3 separate regions of the Mus musculus genome follow, and all the other regions are linked to region 3. The links are chromatin contacts, called in public ChIA-PET and HiChIP or PLAC-seq maps. All regions are on one chromosome and are shown on one strand. Each heading gives the region's core, a stretch centred on a gene start, on an enhancer-like site or on the middle of the called end of the contact. The rest is flanking DNA. Distances are from core to core; before and after follow the strand shown.

The links. ChIA-PET counts read pairs in DNA pulled down with a chosen protein or histone mark. HiChIP or PLAC-seq counts read pairs in DNA pulled down with a chosen protein or histone mark.
Region 1: a contact with region 3 is called in an RNA polymerase II ChIA-PET map of memory CD8 T cells, with 8 read pairs. The contact joins two enhancer-like sites. A contact is called at or near these places in 2 of 484 Hi-C or Micro-C datasets (Th1 cells and reprogramming fibroblasts), 4 of 115 datasets of contacts at active chromatin or transcription factors (CD8 T cells, embryonic stem cells and memory CD8 T cells) and 2 of 9 other capture datasets (adipose tissue and liver).
Region 2: a Foxp3 HiChIP or PLAC-seq map of regulatory T cells shows a contact between it and region 3, with 4 times the contacts expected there. The contact joins two enhancer-like sites. A contact is called at or near these places in 4 of 115 datasets of contacts at active chromatin or transcription factors (bone marrow-derived macrophages, embryonic stem cells, memory CD8 T cells and 1 more).

The regions. Positions count from the first base shown.
Region 1 is chr10:68,038,180-68,040,879 of GRCm38.p6, forward strand. Rtkn2 (rhotekin 2) reads left to right here. Exons shown (of 12, transcript NM_001359319.1): 11 at 1,852-1,959. Among named protein-coding and RNA genes, the nearest start is that of Rtkn2, 60 kb to the left of the region's middle. Within about 2 kb of position 1,257, at least 59 of the 459 cell types and tissues checked have an H3K27ac peak or open chromatin away from gene starts, as enhancers often do. A contact at or near this core is called in Th1 cells and memory CD8 T cells, where this site is marked.
Region 2 is chr10:68,104,118-68,106,817 of GRCm38.p6, forward strand. The region is part of intron 8 of Arid5b (AT rich interactive domain 5B (MRF1-like)); the gene reads right to left. Among named protein-coding and RNA genes, the nearest start is that of Gm51770, 46 kb to the right of the region's middle. Within about 2 kb of position 1,259, at least 191 of the 459 cell types and tissues checked have an H3K27ac peak or open chromatin away from gene starts, as enhancers often do. A contact at or near this core is called in bone marrow-derived macrophages, memory CD8 T cells and regulatory T cells, where this site is marked.
Region 3 is chr10:68,238,447-68,241,146 of GRCm38.p6, forward strand. The region is part of intron 3 of Arid5b (AT rich interactive domain 5B (MRF1-like)); the gene reads right to left. Among named protein-coding and RNA genes, the nearest start is that of Arid5b, 39 kb to the right of the region's middle. Within about 2 kb of position 1,410, at least 126 of the 459 cell types and tissues checked have an H3K27ac peak or open chromatin away from gene starts, as enhancers often do. A contact at or near this core is called in Th1 cells, bone marrow-derived macrophages, memory CD8 T cells and 1 more, where this site is marked.

The DNA.
Region 1 (2,700 bases), core at 7-2,506, 200 kb before region 3:
GGAGGCTAGGGGCAAAGGGGATTGCTGCCTTAGTATTTGAGAGCTTATAAAGGAGCCGTGACTCCTGATCTATAATCATAGTCAGTGGCTAGGAATGGTAGAGCAAAGAGAGAATGTTTAAACAAACTTGGATCTCGTCATAGGTTTTTTTTTTCCAAAATATTTACTACAAATACTCAGTTACATGACTAGCTTAGCATAATAGATCATTGTAATAGAGAACACAGACAATAAATATTGTGGTGGAGGCAGTAAGATGACAGTGGTAGCAACACTCACAAGCCTGAAAGCCTCAGTTCTGTTCTGAGGGGTCCTGTGCAGGAAGGAGAACCAACTTCTGCAGGCTGTCCCCTGATCCCCATAGTAGTGCCAGAGCATACATGTGATTACACGCGCATGCACACACACACACACACACACTACGTGTCTAATAAGGTAGCAGCATTGTGGGAAACATCTTTAATAGAGGTGTTTAATAGGTTGTGTGAACACAGTATATCCTACCTGTTATTAACCTTGCGTTAGCATATCAACTATCATGTAGTTCTATGTAAACAGACTTAGTCACTGCAGAATGCTTCCGTTGTAAAATCACCTCTGACATCAGGAACACATGGACGATACAGGGTTATGTTCCCAACCTGAGCATGGTTAATATTCTGTTTCTAGTGCAGCCAAGAACCATTTAATCTTAAGATCCCCCATGCAGAAATCATCATCTCTTACCTCATGGCCCGGCCTGGAACCTGAAAGAGAAGTACTGGTCCATTTAGAATGAGTCATTATTTTTCATTAAATACTATATTTCCCCAAAGAATGCAAAAAAAAATGGCTTTTACATATTTATCTAAAATAAAAAAAGAGGGAGGAGGTGAGATGCCAGGCTCTAGCTTCTGGATTCAGACCCTAGGGAGGAACCCTTGCAGCTGTGTCCTGGGGGGGTTTATTTCCAGTTGGTTTGCTGTGTACTAATCAGCATCATAATAAAATACCCTGAAAGGCTTTTGATGTGTCTTAACTAGTTATGATAATGGATTCAAAATGCAGGCATTTGTCACCATGTGCCATGACAACAAAATGAATATGTAATAAAACACAAAGCGTCTTAAAATGTTTAAGCCTCGAACAGATTGAATATGTGCATTTAGACCCCTGGAAGAAAGGGAAGAAAGTGTTAGCCTTAGAAGGAGTCTGGTGTGTCGTCCCCACTTTTCCGTGGGCACTCGTGATTTCTATGATGTCATGGATAAGACAGGGCGGCATCTCTGCAAATATCAATTGTTTTCAGCCATAGAGGAGAGGTCAGGTCCCCAGATCTTAAGGCTTAAATAGTGACACAGTGAAGACTATTAAACAGTTCTCATTTCTTAATTGGCAATTGAGCTCAAATGAAAGCTGTGTCTGAGGATTTGAATTGTGTGTATCTTCCTCCGTCTGACAGCCGGATTTCGGTGGGGATTTTGTCTTTCAAACGCCTGGAATAGTGGATGTCTCTATCGACAGTGGCGAAAAGAAGCCGCCTACACTGTCTTTCGACATGAATGTGACATTTAATGTGATTGTGGATGGGTTTGTGCGGTGCTGTACTGGCTGACCCAGGGATCTCAGTATCTACCGAGAACTGGTTTGGTTGGTTGCTTGGTTGGTTTTTAAATGAGTCACTCATGCAGAATCAGTTTCGGAAACCGGATTGTACTGGGTTTTTATGCAAGCTTCTTGAAAGCTAGGCTTTATTGATAAACTGTTATTTTCTAACACGCACATGCACAAAGTACTGATATTGGTAGAAAATGAAACACATAGCTTCCCATTTATCTTTCAAACTAGCCTGCGTCTTCCTTTCTTTCTTAGGCCAATGGAAGCATTGTTGTGAAGAACTTATGAGAATTGAGATTATGTCACCACGAAAACCACCTTTGTTCCTGGCAAAGGAGGCGACCTCAGTGTATTATGATATGAGTAAGTGGGTGGGGCTTGCCTCTTCCGAGCCACAGAGTGATGGAAAAGCAACATTGTCCACACCCCAGCCTCTTATTCTATTGACTTTAAAATGCTAAACTTCTCCGGGCACAGTAAAATTGAATTTAAAAAAAAAAGACTATAGATTATAGACTGAGGAGCTCATGTTTGTTAGATGAATTAATACAAAATTAATGAGTGCATAGTTTTCATAGTTCGGATGCTCATGATCAAACAAAAAACTCCAGGCTTAAAAGACTAAAGTCCTTAGCTGATGGAATTCAGAAAATACGAACATACAGACTCTAAGATGTAATCGTGTTTAGTTACCGTTTTCTCTGGGTTTTTTTTCCCCAGTGGGTTTTGCTTTTGTTGTTTGTTTGTATGACAAATAGGGATATATTAATGAATATGAAGCATCCACCTCTGGTCAGAAATAACTAGTTCAGTTCAATTCAAATATCGGTCTTTCTCGAGTTTCTGTTTCACTTTCCCATACCTTGAAAGGTGTTAATCCTGTGGGGTGGCCTCCCAGATGGTGCTGCAAAACATCTGGACAGTATCTGTCTGTACATGTGCAAGGATGTGTATGTGCGTGCATGTATAAACATATGCATTTACAATCTTAGATTCCAAGTGGTTCCTTTAAAACATCAGAGACTCAACTCAGTAGACATTTATCTCAGAGTTCTTATTTTTCCCCAAGGGAAATTTTACCCAGCATCCTCATCACCAGAGTTA
Region 2 (2,700 bases), core at 9-2,508, 130 kb before region 3:
TGCAAAGAGGCATGGGTAATACTGTGGAGGCCTCTGTGTGGCACTCAGCCAGTCACGAAGATCAACACAACCCATGGGGGAGAGTTATCTTCAGATCCCATTACAGCCCAAGTTTAAACACGTTACAGCTGCTAAAACTGGAAACGGCTCTCTTCATGTAGACTTACTAAAATAATATATGGTTGCCAAATACCTGCTTCCCACCATAATATTATAGTACGTGTTTATATAATGAAAAGCATAACTAGGCAGAAGAGAGAGAGGAAAAAAAGCAGTCTTGTTCATACTTGAATCTATTTTGTCTCATCTCTGAAGTCACCAACTCCTCCCTCCCAGCCCCCAACATACACCAATTCCTCTCTTTTCTGCATTGTTCAGCCTGAGACTTGATCCCCTTTTCAATATCAGAAAGTAAGGGATTTTTTTTCCCCAACCAGGAGCAAAAATGCATTGAATATTTTGAGCTGGAAAAATATTTTAAATTGATTTTAATGAAAACACATTTTATTGTTGGGACAGATAGGTTTGTTGTGCTTTTGTTTTGTTACCATGGGAACCAAGGAGCTCAGAAGCCCTGGTATTCCAACGTTTGCCATTTGTGGTGCCTCCCTCCCCCTGGCTCCCTTGTCTAATGGAGATGGTGACATCACGAGAGACTCTCTTTCTTGAGGAGGAGGAGGAGAAGGAGGAGGAGGAGGAAGGAACACAGAGAACAGGTTGGGGAGTCACCCAGGGATCCCTGGAAGTTATCTTACAATTTTGCAAGTTCATGAGGCTGGGCAGTATTTTCATTCCCACCCCACCCCCCGCCCGCCCCCTATCATCTTTTCTCATTTTGACTCAACTTAGCAGCGGGCAAGCCTCCAATAGTACAAAATATATCTTTACTTTACTGGTCAGAGGCCTGAAGCCAGAAGGCAGGAAATCAGGAATTAAATGTTTCTTGTATCTGGGAAGAGGCATGACTAAGGGTAAAACTCAATCCAAATACAAGCTCTGCTTGTTCAAGGCTTCCAGAGAGTGTGCGTGCATGTGTGTGTGTGTGTAGGTCAACTAAGTGAGTGGTTTTTCCCCACTTCTAAATCATTGAAATATAATTAGAGTTGCTCAGAAGGAGAGAGAAAGGCTCCCAAAATAAAACAAGAAAGGCAGCAGTGAAACAGAAAAATAGTTGAAATACGAGCTTTGAGGAACAGGGCACATTCCCACACAGTACATAAACAAGCCCTGTTTCGTACAGCGACTTCCGCTTGTGACTTCCTTGAGTGTCTTTTTTTTTTTTTTTTTTTTGTAAGTTTTGTCCTGGTGCAGCCCAATTACCCCCACAGGATGTGATCTTTATCATCTGATTATTAGAACTTTTCTCTACAGCACCAGAGGACAAAAGCTACGATCGGTTTCTGAACGTTTCAATGTTCCATGCACACATGTCATCGTTAAAAACAGATTAGAGTTCTCTCAGATCAGCGTTGTCCAATACAGGAAGCCATGTAGGCCTGTATCCTATAAAAGGATATAGTGTAATGTAACATGCCTGTGCCTCTCAGAGGATTGATTCTCAAATATTTGTAGGGCAGAGAAGATTTTAATCAGCTTTGAGATGGTATAGATGAAAAGCAAACATGTATGACCCCACCCCCACCGTGAAAAATGTATCCATTACACAGAAGAAATATTTTCATTGTGCTGCAACTCAAAAGAATGTAGGCTGAGTCTTGGGTGGGTAGAAGCAGAGAGAAAGAGAAGAAATATACTCATTAGTAAATCTGTCCAGATCCCCCCCAAACCCCTACCTCCCGTCTGCATTGAGGTTAGAGATGGAAGGCTGTGGAGATAAATGGGTCTTTCTTCTTGTCCAGATTTCCTATTTCAGATTAGCAAACTGCTTATTTACGATGTCACTAATGGATGTGAACTAGGTAAGCCATCACATATTAAGGGGGGAAAAAAATCCCAGCTTTTCCTAGGCATAAGATTTGGAGCAGCATGAGATTTTATTTTATTTTTTTCCCCAGGAATAATACAAGAATAACATTTTTCCACCTCAAAGCAGAAACAGTAGGGGAGCCTTTTGCTATCACAGAGATCCTTATTAAATTCAGTCACTGTGAAAACACGATTCCCCCCACCCCTTGTCCTTCTTCCTTTAAAAGAAAGAAAAAAAAATAAGGGAGACTTAAAAATCTACCCAAGTTAAAATTAACAAATCAATGACATTATAACCTTGATTTATTACTGTCTGAGCTGGCAAATTATCATCGTACAAGAAATTGCCTGCTGGAAAATAACTGTGGCATTGCTAAATCTCTAGTTGAATAATGACGCTCAGAACACTAGGTTTTTAGATGTGCCTCGGTCTGATATTATAAAATATTCAATACATTTCTCTACAGCGGAAGCCAGGGGTCAGCAAATCTATTACTGTAATGTAAGGAATCTGGCAACTCGCCAACTCTCTCTCCCTTTTTATTATTATTATTTTTTTAAAAAAAACTGAGGTAGATAATTTTATATTTACCAAGTCTGCAATCCTCCCTGGGGCCTCGCCTCTCTTTCTCAAGACCAAAAGCAGCAGGCTGGCATCAGAGAAATATATATCGCAGGCCTTGTCATTTACACTTTGCACAAAAGAAGAAAGGGCCCTCATATTTATTAAGTGACACGCCCTCCCTTCCCTGTCAGCAGAGGGGAAAAAAAACA
Region 3 (2,700 bases), core at 160-2,659:
CACACAGAGATCTTTCTTCACTTTAAAAACAGCATAAAAGCAAACAAACAAACAAAAAACACCCTCCAGTGTGAAATGGGCTGAAGAAGTAACCCCCACCCCAGGAGAGACCCAGTTGGTGCTGGTCTCAGGCTGAACTTGCTTGGGGGGGGGGCAATAAATGTGCTGCATCACGTGGAAGAAATGTTTATTGTTTTAATGATTAGCCTTTTCACTAGCTGCATCTGTAGTTGTTGTCAGCAGCCACTTAAGAGTCTTAAATGAAGACTCTGGAAGGTTTTTAAAAACAAATAGGCTGCTCTCAAGGGAAAGGTGATTTAAAGGAAACAAAAACAAAACAAAACAGAAAAACAAAAAACAACAACAACACCAGCAAACCAGGCAAGGATGGTGAGGAGAGTTGGAGTGGCCACTGGGAGGTACCACTGGGCAGAGTTTCCCTTTGTGCAGTTTAATTTGTTGCCAGACACACATTTGTGCTGTTTTAATTCTGTTCTTTCACTATTCACAGAGAGACGGGAAATGACACAAACTGGCATAAGAGGAAACTTACTAACTCTGAGCAAGAGAAGCACTTTCATTTAGCTGGGTTTTATATTATAAAAAAAAAAAATCTGCCTTTGAGAGTCAATCTAATTCTTTCGTTATTATTGATGTTTTTTTTAAACAGGCTAGAGGAACTGGGCTTTAAAAAAAAATAGCACACTCAAAGTTTGACTTTCTCCACGGAGAGGTGAGTTTTTCCATTCTTTGCTAGCTTCCTGGCTAGCGGGAGGGTCCTTAAGCAATCTCAAAAGTTCATCTTTCTTTGATGAGAACAATGAGGAAGGATCTACAGAAGAAAAGGCTCTGCGAGCTGAGAGCTTCCACTCACAGTGTGGTATTGGAGGTGGTTTTGGTGTGGCAGAGAGAGAGAGAGAGAGAGAGAGAGAGAGAGGGAGAGAGAGAGATACAGAGAGATACAGAGAGAGGGAGAGAGAGAAACGGAGACAGAGATAGAGACAGACACACAGAGACAGAGGTATAGAGACACAGAGAAAGAGACAGAGAGACACACAGAGAGATAGAGGCACACAGAGAAAGCCAGAGACAGAAACAGAAAGGAACAGAGACACAGAGAGACTGAGATTGAGTGAGAAAGAGAAAACTTGAGGTTAAAAAAAAAAGGCCAAAACAATCCTTTGATGTGACAGCCAGAGAAGGAGAGTCGGACAATCTCTGGGATGGGACAGTGCATGGCCAAGAGCATCCGCAGTGTTCCTGGTCTAAAAGCCCCCAGTCTAAAGCCTGACAATGTACATTCACAAACTTTAGATCAGACAGATAATGGAAACTCATTACATTAAGGAAAGTTTTTGTTTCTCTTTGCACATTATTACAACACAGCGTGCATTCCAATTACGAAAGCTATTTGTCTCAAATTCCCCACAGTTCATACCAACCCAATAGAATTTCAAGGCCCTACGTTCTGTCCTTAAAGGGGTGCCTCACATTTACAAAAAGAAAAGCTATGGGGTTTCTCTTGTTCGCCTAGAGGGTCCCTCAATCAATCTCCTGTTGGGTATCTCCCTTCCCAAGCTAACCCCACAAAAGGGTCCCAAATGACAGACTGACTGACTGACTGACAGACACACACACACATCCCAAACCATCTGGGAAGCCTTCTATCAGTCTACACTTGTGGGCTTCATCTCAGTCCCACAGAGAAGATTCTAGGGCAGCTGCACTTAGCCATTAGCCTGGTACTCCTTAGTAAATCTAAATGCCATTTGATTTCAAAGCCACTAATCTACATTTTCAAGACCAAACCATCAGCAGCAAGTGCTTTGAATAGTTAGACAAACCTGTTTCTTCTGGAACCACATGAGGTGAGGGGAGGGAGGGAGAGTGGGGGTGGAAACCACAAAGATTATGGACTTTTTTTTTTAAAAGGGCTGTGTGTGTATGTGTGTGTGCTCATTAATAAACTATCCCCTTGAAACACAAAACAACTATACAGAGAAACCCTGTCTCGAAAAAAAAAAAAAAAAAAAAAAGAAACACAAAACAACCCTGCTATAAATACTCTTGTTTACATGTGTGACATCAAGCTTAACCATTTACATAGCCTTTTGTCCCCCCACGGGTTTCCTGTTTAATGTTTTATTAGTAACGCTATATTCCATAACTCAAGGAAGAAAAAAAAAAGAGTCAGACAAAGGTTTTAATGTTAAGGTAAAAGCAAAGCAATCAAATGGAGACACAACAGTGGTCACACTGGAAGAAGGTGACCCAGCAGATTCACTGCTAGTCAACATTTTCACACATCATAAAAGTAGTCAGGGTGGGTTGATAAAACTGGGCCTGTGTGAACAGGAAATACGTAAAGACTATTTTTAAAAATTCCTCAGCCGAGAAGAAAGAAAAAAAGCTACCTTAATAATTTTCTATAATGTCGCTCATGACAAGAGGGCTGTGGGTCTAAAATGCCACTGTCGGACATCTATCAAAGAACTACCAGGCAACAGTTGCTAGAAATGGCAGGATGGTCTCGACGCTATTGCTCAAACAGCACGCCTCACCACAAACCAGAATCACATGAAAGAGAGTCAGTTCCCTGGTGTTATTCAGTCTATGTCTGTTAAAAAAAATCGTCAGGGTTTCTTGTAAAAGCTAAGTTCTAGGTTTAAAAACAAAACAAAACAGAAAAACCAGGAAGTT